2 separate regions of the Zea mays genome follow, and region 2 is linked to region 1. A link is a contact called in public Hi-C data. All regions are on one chromosome and are shown on one strand. The core of a region is the stretch at or near the end of the contact, and the rest is flanking DNA. Distances in the headings are between cores, read along the strand shown.

Evidence for each region. A called contact is a pair of places that touch in the nucleus more often than the background predicts.
Region 2: a contact with region 1 is called in a Hi-C map of leaf, with 4 times the contacts expected there. The contact joins the promoter of LOC100281873 here to the promoter of LOC103647788 in region 1. A contact is called at or near these places in 3 of 25 Hi-C or Micro-C datasets (ear, leaf and tassel).

The regions. Positions count from the first base shown.
Region 1 is chr2:215,026,974-215,030,709 of Zm-B73-REFERENCE-NAM-5.0, reverse strand. It overlaps LOC103647788 (SUMO-activating enzyme subunit 2), which reads right to left and starts at 1,885. Exons shown (of 11, transcript XM_020548590.3): 1 at 1,558-1,885; 2 at 1,352-1,441. The coding sequence starts at 1,593. LOC109944607 (a long non-coding RNA gene) reads left to right here and starts at 3,547. Exons shown (of 2, transcript XR_002267718.2): 1 at 3,547-3,635; 2 at 3,728-3,736.
Region 2 is chr2:215,349,733-215,353,873 of Zm-B73-REFERENCE-NAM-5.0, reverse strand. LOC100281873 (exodeoxyribonuclease V) reads right to left here and starts at 1,285. Exons shown (of 2, transcript NM_001154793.2): 1 at 118-1,285. The coding sequence starts at 1,116.

The sequences.
Region 1 (3,736 bases), core at 636-3,135:
GCACAGGGTATGGACATAGAAACTGGACATCATATATCTTTTATATGAAATTCTGCATGTTGTTTTGTTTTTGAGGAGCACTATTTTACAATTTTAATCTGTTTTCCTTTTGCTAGGTGGCGAAGTTGGACAAGTGCCTACGCAAAAAAATCAAGGAATGGGCATGCAGTAACTGTTTTTACTGTTGGTATGAGTGGCATGTTTGACGAGAGGGTAATTGGGCCTAAGGATTTGCCAAAGCCAGCTCAGTGGCACCACATAGCTGTCCATAATGACCACCTAGGTGCTTATGCTGTTCAGAAGCTGGTGAAGGAGTATGTGGTTTAAATAAATAAAATCTTCATTTTACCTTGAATACAACTATATCAATCTTTTTCGCTACGGATGCTGTTATATTTTTTCTTTCACCTTATGTCAGTTCTGCTGTCTATGTTGAGGGCGATATTGAAACCAGGGTCTACAATAACAGCGTTAATGATCATTTTGCAGATTCTATGGAATCAGGCCAGAAATAGTAACAAGTCACGGCATTTTTCCCGCGCTTCGTGGACGCACCCCCCCCCCCCTCGCGCTATAAAAGGGAGGGCACACACGGTAGGGGAGGACGGAGGAAAAACGAACTCAAGGCTTCTCAGAGGGTCTTAACAAACGGACAGACGAACACAGACTGACTGAGAGACTCTCAAGCAATACAACTCACAGTGGATGTAGAGTATTACGCTCCGACGGCCCGAACCACTCTAACCCTTGTGTTCTCAAGTTCATCCAACTAGCCAGACAAATCCCTAAGCCCCCTCCTCGTCTTAGGATCAGGGCGAGTGTGTTACGCCACCTGGCCGGAGATGTTTTCTCTCCGACAGCTACCTTTATACCTTTTTATGCCTTGATATATGAAAGGCAAGCATCAATCGAATAATGTGAGTGTGATATCTGATCTTGCTTTCATGGTTGATTTCATACATTTAAGTGTCTGTGGTGAATCTATATTGAGTAGTGTCCTACTCAATATATTGAATAATAAACAATGAGATGTCTTGTGTTTGACGAACGATGTATGTCCGGTGAAGTATTTATTAGTCCTTTATTTTTAGGCGCAATTATATTTGAGAAATTGGTGAGAAATACTTGACACATTTGTGGATGGTTCCCAATATTGGTGTCGAGCATTCCGATCATGGATTAATGCCGTGGCAGCTTTTGATCCGATCCTCCTAGGTACGAACATCATTTCTAGGACATGATTAATAAAAAATGAACGAGATGCATACAATATATATGAAGCACTGGTTGGAGCAAAACGAGGCAGTAAACCTAAACACAGCGTTGATGTCAAAACGAAACGGAGACTCACGATGTGTATGTCGCTGAATCCGGAGAGCGCGAGCGTCTTGAGCAGCTCGCAGCCGATGCCTCCCGCCCCGACCATCAGCACCTTCGATGCCTGCATGCCCGCGCACCCAGACGCACGCGCACACACCAGGGAAAAACGTTAACGAATCATCCCTGCGCGCAGGCGCAACCGAAATCCGACAGTGCACGACGGGGCCCGTCACTCACCTTGACGGCCTCCTCCGAGGACGCGGCGGCGGACATCGGGGGGGGGGGGGGGGGGGGGGGCGCAGTAGGGGCACGGCGAGGGTTTTGAGTGAGGTGGGGTTTGGGGGTGCGGATGGGAAGTTGGGGCGAGAGGGAGAGCGGTTTGGGCAATTTCGTGCCAGGGAGACGCGGAGGGAACGGCGGGCTGCCAAAGGGATGCTGTCCGGGTGGCTGCTGCGGACTGCGGTGCTGCCTGCCTGGGGCGGTGGGGCCTGGGCAGCCCAGCCTGCCCGCTGCCCGCTGGTCAGCCGTCGTGCCAGGCTCGATGCGGCATTTAAGGCACGTTTGGTTCCACCTAGATTTTTAAGGATGTGTTTGGTTGCGGGTCAGGACGAGATGGAACAGGACCATCCCACACACTAGAGTGTTTGGTTGTGAGTCAAGGCTGAGACGGGACCATCCCCACAAAAATACTATCACTAGAATATTGTCCCTATTCATCCCTCTGAATCGGACGGACAATTGCGTCCTCCCTGGGACAAAGCCCCTCACGAGCCCTTCTCATCCTCAGATCCGGCTCCTTCACCCCGCTGGCCGGCGAGCGGCGAACTCCAAGTGCAGAGTGGGACAAGGCCCCTCACGAGCGGTGAGTCCCCTTTCCCCTCTACTCTCCTCTTCCCCTCTGATCTCCTCTTCCTCCTCCATCCCTGGGCGTGGTGGCGACGTACCAGGCACCCGAGTTATGCTCGTACTGCGGCGGTGTGGTGGTAGCAGCCGACGTGGAGAGCACGCCGCAGCTCTGCTTCTTCTTGCTCTGCTTCGCATCCGACGCTGCTGCTTCTGCTCCCTCTGCTCACGTCGCCTTGTGTCCCTCGCCTGGACGGTCGCCCGAACAGGAAAGCAGGCACCTGGAGGTCACGCTGCACCTGAAGTTCCAGATCCCGGGTGCCATGTCCATCCACGCTGCACCTAGAGTTCTAGATCTTGTAGTACTGTAGTCTAATTGATTTTTGGTGCTAGTCTGATTGATTTTTGGTGGACTGATATCACGAGTAGTACTTAGTTTGTAGGTAGTAGGATTGATTCGCCACAACATCAGTAGTACTGTAGTCTGTAGTGGATTGATTTGCCATGTTATAGGTTCAGAGAATAATATCCGATCTTCACATGGAAAAATAAGCTCAATTAAGAAGAGCGATATTCCATATCTAAGAAATGAAATCGTAGATTCATGCGTACTATAATGTCTATTAAACTAAAAATAGGAAAAAGATAAAAATGTATAACAAAAGTATGAAATATATAGGAGTAGATAAATTAACTTATAAAAACTTATATTTTGATTAATGTAATGTTCAGCAGGGAAAAAATATGTTGAATGTGTTTTAGGTACAAGTCCGATGCATACATGCAGTTAACACTTATATTTTGTTATTATGGACAGTTTGCATGAACACTTGATTGTACACCTATATATCAATTCTACATGATTGCTGTTTGCTTGAGATTATTTCCCCAAATATTGATATGATTCCAGATTCATCATGACATGCCATATATTTTTTTTTGGATTTGATGCTTACATGTAGATGGATAAGAAGACCAAGATTATAGTTTGTGTTGCTGCTGCACATATATTACTGTCAATGATGGCTATGATTATTCATTCTAGAAAAAGAAAACGAAATGCAAGGAGGACTGGGATTACCTATGCACCAATGCATGAAAGGGATAGAACTAGAATTGAATATCTCAACACAAAGATTTGGAGGGATGACACAACATGTATAAACATGATTAGAATGAAAAGGGCTTGTTTCTTTCACCTAACTAAACATTTTAGAGAGCGTGGTTTACTTCAGGACACTATTCATATGTGTGTTGAACAACAAGTGGCCATGTTTCTAAATACAGTTGGGCATAACCTTAGAAATAGGTTGATTGGCACGAATTTTGGTAGATCTAGGGAAACAGTTAGTCGATGTTTCAATAAAGTTCTTCGTGCAATTGGTGAGCTACGTGGGGAACTAATTAGGCCACCTTCATTGGACACTCCAACCAAAATAGCAGGGAACTACAGATGGGATCCGTATTTTAAGGTGTGAAACTTATCACTCTTTTGTTTTTAGGTCTATATTCATGTTGCACATATGGCCCCTAATGTTTCATGCTTGTATTGCCCTTAAACTAGGATTGTATT
Region 2 (4,141 bases), core at 36-2,535, 320 kb before region 1:
TCGGGGGAAAAAACGGAAGCGCATTAGTTTGCGAGTTAAGCTGAGACGGGCGAATTGATTGGATATTTCTGTTGAATGCGGGGAATAATGCGAGACGTGGCGTGTGTGTGTGTGTACCTTGGTTTTGAGCTTGGTGCGGGCGGAGGAGGACTGGGAGAGGGCGACGAGGGGCGGGATGGCGCCCTCGCGAGCGACCATGGTGCGGTAGACGGCGTTGTCCTCGCAGATCTGCAGGAGGCAGAGCGTGGCGATCTCCTTCTGCCGCGAGGTGCCGACCTCCACCATCTCGACCAGGACGGGGATGCCGCCTTCCTCCACGGCGGCGGCTCGGCCGTCCCCGGAGCCCAGGAGGGAGTGGAGGACGTACGCGGCCTTGTCCACCATGCCGGACTCCGGGTCGGCCATGAGGTCCAGCAGGGGCCGCACGGCCCCGGCCTCCACGGCGCGCTGCCGGTTCTCGCGCGCGCCGCTGCAGAGCGCGTACAGCGCCGTGGCGGCGTCCTTCTTCCCCCGCGCGCCGCCGGTCTCGAGGAGGGAGACCAGCAGCGGGAGGGCGCCCGCGCGGCCGATGGCCGCCGCGGAGGCGCCGTCGAGCTGGGACAGCCGGAGCAGCGCGCACGCCGCGTTCTCCCGCGCGGCGGGCGACGCGGCGGACTTGAGCGCGCGCACCAGCGGCCGTATCGCCCCCGCCTCGATGATGGCCGCCTTGTTCTCGTCGCAGAGGGAGAGGTTGAGCAGCGCCGTGACGCCGTGCTCCTGCAGCAGCGGGTCCGCGTGCGCCAGCAGCCTGACGAGCGGCCGGACGCCGCCCGCCGCCGCGATGCGGACCCGGTTGTCCGGGTTGTGCTTGGCCAGCAGCCGGAGCTCCATCGCCGCGCGGCGGAGCGAGTCCAGCGACGGCGACGGGCGCTCCAGCTCCGCCACGAGCGAGGAGATGGCGTCCTCCGACGCCTCGGACGCGCAGGAGAGCAGTAGGCGGTGGATGCCCGCGGCGGGCGTGAAGGAGAGGTCGTCGCTGCCGCACTCGCTGAAGGGCTCGGAGCAGGAGGAGTCCCCGCTGTCGCTGTAGCAGCTCGTGCTGCGCCGCCGCGGCGAGGTGGACGCGTCCGACTCCATCCCCTTCGGCAGCCTCGTATTGCGCGGCTGGTCTAAGAGCTGGAGCAAATGCCGGAAGGCGAGGCGAGGAGGAGGACGGCAGAGGAGCCCGAGTGGGGAATGGAATTCGGTTCTTTGCGTTTGGAATTGGATGGGGAGGCGGGCGAGCGAGCGGTGGCGACGCGACCAGCGAATGAAATAGGGATGGGTCGGGCGGGGTTAACCCTCTCGCGTTAACTAATCCACCCTTTAACTTTTTTGTCGGCTTCATCCTCTACCGGCAACTGCTGCCGTCAGATCCATATCGACCGGTGCTTGTCCGCCTCGTGACGAGTCCAATTGTGAGACACAGCGTGGGGCGCCCCGCGCCCGCCGTTGGATCGTGCCTCGGCAGGGGACCAGACCGCCCGACGTGACACGTGAGATGGACCCCGTCCGCGCGCGTGCGTACGGGCGAGGGGTGCACGTGAGGGCGGCAGGGCGCTTGCGGGTCGGGACAGGTCCACGTTGGCGTGCACCACGCTGGGCTGTCTCGGGTGGTGGGCTGGCAGCTGGCTACTGGCTTACATGGCGTTACGGCCTTACCCTTACGGGCCCGCATAGCAGTGAGTGACTCGCCTGAGGAATCCAACCTATCCTTTACAAGCCAGCATGGAGCGTTGTTGAAGCTCTGGTCTGGATTTGGCAAAGCATTGGCATTCCAAGCCGATAGATTACCTGAGATGCAGGGAGACTACAGTGTTAGCTAACTGACTCAACATTGTGTAGTTGGCTACTCCTCCTGTAGCACCAAATCGCTGCTTGGAGTTGGAGTTAAAACTGTTTTTTTTTCTTTACTAAGGGGAACTAATATCTTTTTTGTGCTGTACAAATTGCCGTAAAGTGTCAGGCTTGTGGGGGCACAAAGTGCCACGAGGGAAATGCGATTCTGATATATTACTGTACTTGCTCTCTACTGTACGTGCCCAGTAGACCAGTAGGCCATAGAATACGAAACTACCAACTGGCAGCAGAAGCATTCGCGGACTCGCGGTCGTCTGAAAATCCCACTTAGCCCAAGATCCTACGCGTGTTCGGTGTTCCGATTCCAAATTACTAACCAATGACCGAGAACACAGGGCCAAAAGTTCACGCAACCATTGGGGTCTTTTTTGCTCGAGAACAGTTCCGCTCGCCTCTACCCAAAAGGGATCCAGCCTCCTGCACGGGGAGAACGTCTGAAACGACCACGGGCCACGGCGACCACCAAGGCACCAACCATGGATGGGTGGAGGAGCCATGGAGAGCGAGAGCAAAAAGCGACTAAGCGAGTGAGCCTTTTGCTCGCGTCACTCTACAGCGAGGTGAAGAAAGTACACCGCGCTTGACCAATGACGAGAAGAAGGGAAACAACACCAACGCAACGCCAACCAACGCGGCTGTTGCTGCCGCACGTACTCACACCGGGCTCCTGCCTCTTTAAAATTGATTTGTGTATTTGACCTTGTGCGCTTCTGCCTCTGCGAGGTGGCTGCGTCACTTAGCACTAAACAGCGCGGCATCCTTCCTCTCGAGCCTTGACTCCGACTGACTCAATGGAAATGGAGTGAAGCGGTGCGTAATGACTTCTCAAAGGAGATAGCTCTTTGATTAATCATCGCCTGATTCCCATGGTTGCAGCTATTTCTCTCCCCCCCCCCCCCCTTTTTTACTGACTGACCAACTGTACTCTGTTTGACTTCGAAACCTCGCAGGTTATGTTAAATGACAAACAGATGTCTCTGGGTCTTGTCTCGCCATGGCGGCGCAGCACTCGCGTACACACAGGGGTGGTAATGTATCATGATTTAAATGTTTCTCTATAAATTGCTAGGGTTCTAAATTATGATCCAAATATATCATGATCCAAGTGTTTCTTTATTTCTATTGAATAGAAATAGAATTCAATCCTAACACGATCTGATCCTTACATTTTATAGTGTAAAATTTATATCTCATTATTAACCATACTTACATGGACGTAGGGCTGGACTAGACAAACAACTCTGACAGCGATCATGAATTACTACAGGAGTCCTGACATGGGAGATGCAGTGGATTGATTTCCCTGTTCATATCGCAACTGAGGGCAAGTATGGTCATATTTAATATATGGTCTTTTGAAATGTTTCTAAGATATCGATTAATAAAATATAAGAAATAGACTCTTCTATTGTTTTTTAATTGTATTTATGATTAAAAACTCAAAATTCTATCATACTGTCTTTTATACTTGGAAAACTGATCTATACTTTCAGAATTATACCTGCCCTAGCAGTGGAGAAACTAGCCCTCATGAAGGTAACGTTCTAATTCCTTTGAGTCACACGAACTTCCGGAAATTAGATAACGCTCTTTGTATTATGGCTGCTTTAATCTACTACTAGTACTTATGCCATTATTTGTTACAATAACCTACATAGATGAGATAGTATATCCTGCTGAAACTTTTTTTGTTGCGTGCATATAACCGAGGAAGAGCGGAAGACCGCCTCTATATCCTGGGAATTTTTTTTACATACCGGATATAAACATTATCTTTTACAATCCCTCACATCTATCACTCGGAGACCCACAAAAACAAACCAAATTTACAAAATAACCTTTTAGTAATTTATTTTTTCCTATTTATATAGACCAACAGCTGATGTATGTGAGGGTCTGTAAAAGAGATTCTATACATAGGCTCTGTTTGGCACAGCTGCTGCTTGTTGAAAAGCAGCTTATCTGATAAGCTGGTGAAAAGCAGCTTCTGCTTGTTGGCTGCTTTTAGTGTATTCTGATAAGCGGCTGCAGAAGCTAGCTGTTTGGTAGAACTTCTGCTTAAATTTGTGAAAAAACTGAAAATAAGTTGTGCCAAACAGGACCATAACGTATGTAAACTATATCCTGTACCCTCGACCCGAGACACGAGAGGCTTCGAGATAGAACCCGAGCAAAGCAAATTCACCTGGGTGCCCCGCCGCATTCGGCCTCGTCCACATCCACATCAGGCCTAAAATCCTCCAAATTGATTGGGCATTTGGGC